2 separate regions of the Mus musculus genome follow, and region 2 is linked to region 1. The links are chromatin contacts, called in public Hi-C maps. All regions are on one chromosome and are shown on one strand. Each heading gives the region's core, a stretch centred on a gene start, on an enhancer-like site or on the middle of the called end of the contact. The rest is flanking DNA. Distances are from core to core; before and after follow the strand shown. Region 1 overlaps Ptchd4 (patched domain containing 4). Region 2 overlaps Opn5 (opsin 5).

Region 1 (4,452 bases), core at 1,125-3,624:
GAGAATATGGAGGAATGAAAAAGATTGGAGGGGTAGAGTATTGGGTGGGAAATGGTATAAATAAATTAATTACTCATGTACAAAATTCTCAAGCATAATAAATTATACATGAAAAACAGAAGTTAATTGTTAGGACACCAATTATCACCCAAGCATTGTAACAACACTACAGTACACAAACGCAGAATGTCCTCTGAGCCCAGAGAGGAACCGAGGGGAGATGTAGAAGTTTAGAGGATGCATCCACCAATTCTGTCCAACTGTCTGTCATAATGAGTCCTGACTACACTCATCATCGCAGTCTCCAAATCAAACAGGGGTGGAGCCCTTCCGTGCTCCCTGGCTCCTGTTTTGCGTTCTTTTTTACTTTTACCCCACGAACTGAGTCATTCGTCTTGTTTCTCCAAAACCCCACCTTTTTGTTACTAAAAATAGCTTACTCTAATATTACTCTTTTCTTTCTGGTAAAAATACCTCCATCTCCTTCATTCATCTTTGCTACTCACTAATATGCCTAGTCTTGCCTCTGTTTTTCATTCTGACATCTCAAAGGATGTCTTTGGATATCGATCTAATATGACACAGATTTTAATTTTATGCTGATTTATGATGTTAACTATGATATTGTTTAGAATTTTGACTTCAAATGGGATGAGTTCCTGGATAAATCACTCACCTGTGCCTATTCTTATTCCTAGTTAGACCAGGTCAGTCACAGCAAAAAGAAATAACATATTCTTTGTAGAAAATCTAAACTGAGGGATGTACTCAGATTTTGCCTCTAAGGGTGTTATCTAGTCAGCCAGGTTGACAGCCAAGATTTAAATTTTAGAGTTTTGTCTTGATCTAGATGAAAAATCCTCAGGAAAACCAAAAGAATCTAGGAATAAAGAATAGAATGAGGGATGGGGGATGGGGGATGGGGGTGGGGGTGGGGGATGGGGGAAGAGTGGAGGGCATGGAAGGGAATACAACCAATGTACAATATGTACATGTATTAAAAGGGCCTTATGTGACACCGTATCCTGTATACTAACTATATAATGAAAACTTTTTTAAATGGAAAGGGCTAGAGAGATGGCTCAGTAATGGTAAAAAAACACTTCTTGTATAAGCAGAAAGTTCTGGGTTTGAACCTCTGGGACCCACTTAAAATAGCAGGTTGATAGTCTATAGTTCTTTTGTTCCTAAGAAATAATGTGAGGAAGGAGAAATAGATCCCCTGGAAGCTAGCAGGCCAGTGAGCTTGGTATGCAGAGTAAGCAACAACAACAACAAAACCCAAAGGACAAAGAACCTGTTTCAAACAAAGTGGAAGACAAAGATCACCCAGGAACACATTGGTCTAGATGTGCCACATTCACATAAAGAATGTTTATACACAGACACACACAGACACAGACATGCACATACAGAGACACATATACAGATAGAGACAGACAGGCTGAAAGACAGATAGACACACACATACACACAAACACACGAGAGAGAGAGAGAGAGAGAGAGAGAGAGAGAGAGAGAGAGAGAGAGAGAGAGAGAAATATAAAAAAGTAAAGGTACCAAGTAACCAACAAATCTGATATACATATATTTAACACGTGTACAAGTCAAAATGTTTCAGAAAACCAGATGGAATCACTGCCCAAAGGCACCTCAGTTCTTAGGAAGTAAGCCTTTAGGGCTCCCAAGTAAACATATAGTGTACTTCTATTTTTCTATGTCAAATTTTTCTTGTATTAGATGAAAGGAGGTGGAAACTCTGGCTTAAGACTTAATTTTATATAGATAATAAAACTTAGCTTTTAAAGTGAATTTTACCTGCTAAGGGCTTTATTTTTTTCATTGGAAAATCAATGACGTAAGCTTTACTGTATTCTCAGTTTGCCGTTTCCAGAGTGTGAATGACAGCGAGCACTCTTGCACGTTCTACTTGGCAATTACAGCTGCCCCATGTCAGAAATATTTTTCTTGGAACATTCTGATTTGACATCCGAGTCAACTATAATTAATGAGGATGGCTGGGGCTGTGTTTGATGGACGTGCATTTGAGGACTGCTCTGATGTCCAAAAAGGGAGATTTGAAGCTCTCTGGCACATCCGTCATCCTACAATGTGGATGAATTGCTTTTCTACTCATTTCTGTATCTCTTACTCACCAATCTTGATTTGCTGTCTAATCCAAGAACTAAAAATAGAAGCACCACAAATTGGGCAGTGAGAGGAATATTTACACTTATTTCCATTTATAGAGTCTAACCTAACATATCAACTGGCCTCAAATGAACTTCTTCAGAACTGGTCTACATAGTTCTTAGTCTGAGTACAACTGGGTTACTTAGCAGTATGCTTCATTCTTAAATTCCATTCAGTGCATGACCAACTACTTTAATAAAAAACATATGCAAAAATTGAGGATGAATCCAGAGCAGCAGCTCTCAACCTGTGGGTCACGATCCCTTTGGGAGTCAAATGATCCTTTCACAGGGCTCATACAGCAGATAAATTGCATATCAGATATTCACATTATGATTCATAACAGTTATAAAGTACTGACTAAGTAATTTTATAGTTAGAGATCACCACAAAATGAGGAACTGTATTAGAGGGTCATAGGCTTAGAAAAATTGAGAACCACTGCTATAGAGTTTATAAAACCTTAAGGAATCAGGAGTCAGCCTGTAAGTGTAATTAATTTTGGATAGTATTATACATTAAGAGTACATGCTATTCAATGCTACCTACAATATTTGATGTAACTTCCAATGATTTGTTATGCTAAGATCTTCTATTTCTTCCTTCAAAGGGTCTAACAAAATAAGTAAGTGAATGTGATTGGTAGCTTTAACTGTCAACCTGATACAACCTAGAATCAGCTGGGAAGAGAGTCTCAATGAGGGATTATCTACATTGGGCTGGAATGAAGGCATGGCTGTCAAAAATTGCTCATTAATGTGGAAAGACCCAGTTCACTGTGGGTGGCACCAATCCCTAGGTGGTAGGGTGTATCAGAAATTGAGCTGAACATAAGCAAGCAAACGAGCATGTTTGCATTCATCTTTTTCTATTATTCAATGTGGATATGATAGGACTAGCAGTCTCACATTTCTACTGCTGTGACTTTCTCTCAGTAATGGAATATAACCTGGAATTGTGAACTAAAATAACTAAAAATAAACCCTTTCTCCAGTAAGTTGGCTTTTGTCAATGTATTTCATAATAGCAAATAAAAAGGAAATTATGATAATATATTTACTCATTAAAATGGACTCATGGGGCCATGGAAAAGCTAGAAAAGAAGAGAGAACAATGTAAGAAAATTAATATTAAATATTAGCATATAGGACATATTAAGGTATCTAATTCAAGAAACAAATAAAACTTTACAAATGTTATTCTGAGAGAGCTAAGAATTAGAAAAAAACACTGATAAGTCAATGCCAGTCCAGCAAGGCTGCATAAGGGGAGGTGTGACACAGTTCCTGCCTCTGGAACATCACCAGGGCATTGATACCCACATGTGCTGATGGTTGCTGTTGCCTTTTAGGTGAGCTATGTGTTTTTCATTCAATCTCTCTGGGGAATATACTTCCCCCATTACTGAGACCTATTCAGTCCATGATAAATGAACAGATGCACTTCTCAGGAATCAGGAATGATCATGGTCATGAGGCTGTGGAGAATGAGGAACAGGCCTTCTGCTTGGCCTTTAGAGCCATGGGAAAGGTTCTAGACAACATAATCACAGAGACCATAAAAGCCTACATGGTCCTTTGTAGAAACAGTTCATTGCCAGACTTGGAATTTTGAGGCAATACATATACCCTCCAGTCCAATGACTGCTGCATTAATTATCCAGGGTAAACTTGGAGACATCAGGGATAGAAAGTTGAAGTGGACTCAAGGAGAAAAAGGCACAGATGGGAAAAGAAGGAGGGAACTATGGAAAACAAGCAAATGATAGATAGGCTTGTCTATAGGAGGAAGGCTTGTGTATGACCTAGAAACAAATAGTATTAGAAGGAGAGTACATGAGGCCATGGAATGGCTAGCATGAGTAAACAAAGACTAGAGAATTAAAAGATGATGTGTCAGCATACAGAAAGTTAGTACTTTGTTCTTTTAGCCTCTTGAAGGATTGGAGATGACAATGCCTAGAGAGAGCCAGCTGCTTTACTTACATACATTTTAAAACTTTGTAAGAAATTAGTTTAACCTTACTAGTCTGTCACCTTTCTCTTCTTACATGAAAGTAGTTACTAAAGACTGCTGTCTACTGTACTAGTGATCTGCAAAAGCCATGCTGAGCTACCCATGAAGAACAGGCTGTGTAAAACTATAAGAAGTGCTTTTGTTTGTGTTCGGTTTCTGTTTTAAGGAAGTTGGGGTTGGGACTAATGATCTGGGATTCATAAAATTTATTTAAATTTAAGAATTTCTTAAAAACTTAACAAT
Region 2 (4,452 bases), core at 1,242-3,741, 220 kb before region 1:
ACTTTGAACTGTTCACCCCCTTGCCTCCCCGGAGTGGTAGGATTACAGGCATGTGGCTCTATGGTTAGATCATTTTTGTCAAATATTTTATTTCTTACTTATTTTTTCCTTGAATATATACATGTCTGTATATGTACGTGTGTATGCACATTTACGTATATGGGCAATTTCATGTGGTTACATATTCATGTGTATATTTGTGTGCATGAATATTCATGTTTATGTGGGCACACATACATGTGTGTGTGTGTACTCATGTATGTGTGTGTGTGCGTATGCATGTGAGTATGTGTGTGCAGGTAAACTAGAAGCTAACATTGCTGTTTTTAATTCTTGACTTCTATGTGTACTGAGACAGGGTTTCTCACTTGAATTCAGAGCTCGTCAATTTGTTTCTCTAGCTAACCAGCTTGCCTTAGGAAATCCACTATCTCTGCTTCCCATGGGCTGGGCACCCAGGGTTTACATAGGTGCTGCAGATCCGAACTCTGGTCCTCACACTTATCTGACAAACACTTTACCCTTGGAGCGATTGTCCAAGCCCACTGTTAAGCCCTATCCCAGGAATGCTAAGTGTTAAGGGCAGAGTTTTGGACAATACATGATACTGTCCATATAATACGTGATACTGCCATATTTCAGAGTGCACTGGGCTATGGGTTCAGGATCTAACAGCCCACTGATTTGCACTCTGTGACTACTTTCTCACCAGCATGGAGACCTGGTGAAAAAAAAATGTAACATGATAGAATCTTGAAGGGGAAATGCTAGCCAAAGACCATGACAAGTCACTCTGAGAGAAGACAAGAGTTGCTGGGGCAACGGTGATTTTTATTGTAGTGTAAGAACTCACTACAAGCTTCTACCACGGTCCTTAAAGTTGGCTGCACAAAGACATTATAGGAGGCACTTAAAAGTACTGATATCAGGGAGTTTAATTCACGTGCCCGAGAAGTTCAGTGGATAAAGTCCTTGCTGTGAGCATGAAGACCTGATTTGGATAGGTAGCATCCATGGCTGTGACAATACATCCTTGTAATCCCAGCCTTGGGAAGTGGAGACAGGAACACTGTGAGGCGTGGAGTACAACAGCGTCACTGAAAGACCCTAGTGCCCCCAATAAGGTGGCAAGCGATTGAGAAAGACACCTAACATTAATATTCAGTCTACACATTTGCATATGCACACACGTGCACATGCACCACACCACACACACAGACACTCATAAATTCAGACATTCCACATCCACAGAAACACACAGAGATGCAGACGGACAGACATACCACATACAGAGAAATACACAGAGATGCAGATAGGCAGAAATAACACATGTGCGTGCACACACACACACACCCTACACACAGAGACACTCAATAGATACAGACAGACAGACATACCTCATTCACAGAAACACACAGAGCTACAGACAGACACACAGATACACACACACACACACACACACACACACTCAAGAGATACAGACAGACAGACATACCTCGCCCACAGACACACACAGAAATACAGAGATACAGACAGACAGACAGACACATGGAGATACACACACACACACACACACACCCCACCCAGAGACACACTCAATAGATACAGACAGACAGACATACCTCACTCAAAGAAACACACAGAGCTACAGGCAGACACACAGATACACACACACACACACACATGCATACACATCCAGACATGCACACACCACACACACACACCACACACACCACACACACACACACACACACACACACACTCACTCACACAGACACTCAAGAGATACAGACAGACACACAGACACAGACACACACACACACACACACACACACACACACACACACACACACACACACCAGTGTGCATTCATGCATTTCCAGATAAGCTACTCTGTGGGTCAAATTGAAAACTTCTGGATTTTCTCTTGTTTCTTAGACATTTCAGATAACCGAGCAAAGGAGCTATAATATTCTTTCTTTAACTGTACTTTATTTAAGAAAGAGTAATTTTGGGTGTGTGTCATCTTGCTCCATGATTGACTGACTATACCCTAACCTTTATTTGGATTCAAAATCTGTTATCTAGCTGTCTGTAGTCTCAGGCTGTTAGGGAGGAAGGACGAGCCGTTAAAGTGTTTGCTTTTGCATTGGAGACTTTTTTTTAAAAGCAGCTTCTCGCTTTCCCTTTTAAAATAGTGTGCCTTTTCCTAAATCGAATTTTCTACTGCTGCTAGTTTACAAAAACCAAGTTTAATAATAATTCTCGACCTATTGAGTCGATGCAATATTAAATAGCAGATATGTTGCCCTCTTCTTGAGAGTTTGCTTGCTTCAGGTTGCTTGAGAAGGCGGTACTGGGTACAGATAGACTCCAGTATCATAAACGCTTAAATGTGTTTGTATGTTAGAAGCGGAAAGAGGCTCTGCAAGCCTGTGTGAACCCCACGCGGTTTGTGCAAGGCTGCAAAGTGCCTGCCATTTCTACTCTTGCCACGAGATGGCGGGAGAGCAGCGGGCATGGTTCGGTTTTTCTCCATCTGCTAGCCTAAGGCTCCCTTCCTGGTTCTGCATGTAAAATGCCTGTCCCTATGAACCCTGCCATTTCAGCTACATCCTTCACCAGTGAGTAATAGCTGACTTTTGCTTAAGGCGGACACAGACAAGACGGAATTTAAAAAAATACTCTTAATTGGCCTGAGACATTGAAACTGCTTTCAGCCTTACCAGTCTGCTCAAGAGATCTCAGAAATCACACTCTTCCTTCCCCAGCCAGTGCGCTTAGAGGAATTCACCAGAAGGTGTTTTCTTCCACCTGGGCTTTCATTGGTAAATCTGGGTCACGTTTACTGTCTATAACACACTTTCTTCCAATACATCCCTAAAAATTTTGTCTTCTTCCCTTACTCAGATGCATTCTTTATTTTTTATTATTTTATTTTATTTTTATCGTTTATTTTTTACTTATTCACTTCTCAATCTCTCACTGACTCCCTCCCAGTCACCCCCTCCCACAAGCCTTCCCCCATTCCTTTCCCCCTTCTCCTCTGTGTGGGTGGGGGCCCCTGGGTATCCTCCTACCCTGGTATCAAGTCTTCCAGGCTAGGTACATCCTCTCCCACTGAGGACAGACAAGGCATCACAGCTAGAACAACATATCCTACATCTAGGCAACAGCTTTTGTGACAGGCCCCGTTCCAGTTGTTCAGGATCCACCATGAAAACCAAGCTGTACATCTGTTACATATGTGTGGGGAAGCCTAGGTCCAGCCCCTGTATGCACTTTGATTGGTGGTTTCAGTCTCTGAGAGCCCAAAGGGTTAAGGTTAGTTGACTCTGTTGGTCTTCCTGTGGAGTTCTCATCCCCTTCTGGGTCTTCAATCCTTCTTTCTATTCTTTCATAAGAGTTCTAAGCTCCACAGGGTCCCCAATGAAGGAGCTAGACAAAGTACCCAAGAAGCTGAAAGGGTTTGCAGTCCCCTAGGAGGAACAACAATATGAACTAACCAGTACCCCCAGAGCTCCCTGGGACTAAACCATCAATCAAAGAAAACACATGGAAGGACTAGCTCTAGCTGCATATGTAGCACAGGATGGCCTAGTTGGTCATCAATGGGAGGACAGGCCCTTGGTTCTGTGAAGGTTCTATGCCCCAGTATAGGGGAATGCCAGGGCCAGGAAGCATGAGTGGGTAGGTTGGGGAGCAGGGGGAGGGGGGAGAGGATAGGGGATTTTCCAAGGGGAAACTAGGAAAGGGGATAACATTTGAAATGTAAACAAAGAAAATATCTAATAAAAAAAAGGGGGGGGGGGAAGAGTTCTAAGCTCCATCCACTGTTTAGCTGTGAATGTCTGCATCCGTCTGAGTCAGCTGCTGGGTGGAACCTCTTGGAAGACAGCCATGCTAGGCTCCTGTCTGCAAGCATAACAGAGTATCATTAATAGTGTCAACGATTGGTGCTTGCTCATGGGATGGGTCTCAAGTTGGGCCGGTGGTTATTGGTTGGCCATTCCCTCAGTCTCTGCTCCATCTCCCATCCCTGGATTTCTTGTAGACAGGATAGATTTTCAGTCAAAAGTTTGTGACCCAGCTGCATTCTATTCTAAACATGGAAGAAGCACATTTTAGAATCAGGCATGCCACAGATATGCAGCTAATGTAGGTTGTCTTAACACAGAGAGAGGCTCTTATTCAGGACCATGTAGTAGATAGAGTAAGATAGAGAGTTAGAGAATTGTGTTAGCAGGTCCAGGGGTTTGAAGTCCTGGACACTGATAGCTAAAGCAAAGCAAAACACAGCGAAGCTGCACTGCAGTGGCTCTATCAGGCTGAGGAGCATTCTACTACGTGAAAGAGAGGAGGGGGAGAGGGAGGCAGACTGAGGGACAGAGACAGACACAGATATTGATATTTGTGGTAGATGACCTTGTCAAAGGCTCTACTCCAGGCTGG

Evidence for each region. A called contact is a pair of places that touch in the nucleus more often than the background predicts.
Region 2: a Hi-C map of adipose-derived mesenchymal stem cells shows a contact between it and region 1, with 4 times the contacts expected there. The contact joins two enhancer-like sites. A contact is called at or near these places in 3 of 39 promoter capture datasets (embryonic stem cells and second pharyngeal arch cranial neural crest), 1 of 15 datasets of contacts at CTCF or cohesin (embryonic stem cells), 7 of 484 Hi-C or Micro-C datasets (adipose-derived mesenchymal stem cells, cerebral cortex, embryonic fibroblasts and 3 more) and 1 of 9 other capture datasets (adipose tissue).

The regions. Positions count from the first base shown.
Region 1 is chr17:42,385,968-42,390,419 of GRCm38.p6, reverse strand. All of the region lies in intron 2 of Ptchd4 (patched domain containing 4), which reads right to left. Among named protein-coding and RNA genes, the nearest start is that of Ptchd4, 72 kb to the right of the region's middle. Within about 2 kb of position 2,374, at least 9 of the 459 cell types and tissues checked have an H3K27ac peak or open chromatin away from gene starts, as enhancers often do. A contact at or near this core is called in adipose-derived mesenchymal stem cells, where this site is marked.
Region 2 is chr17:42,601,655-42,606,106 of GRCm38.p6, reverse strand. The region is part of intron 2 of Opn5 (opsin 5); the gene reads left to right. Among named protein-coding and RNA genes, the nearest start is that of Opn5, 7.4 kb to the left of the region's middle. Within about 2 kb of position 2,491, at least 25 of the 459 cell types and tissues checked have an H3K27ac peak or open chromatin away from gene starts, as enhancers often do. A contact at or near this core is called in adipose-derived mesenchymal stem cells, where this site is marked.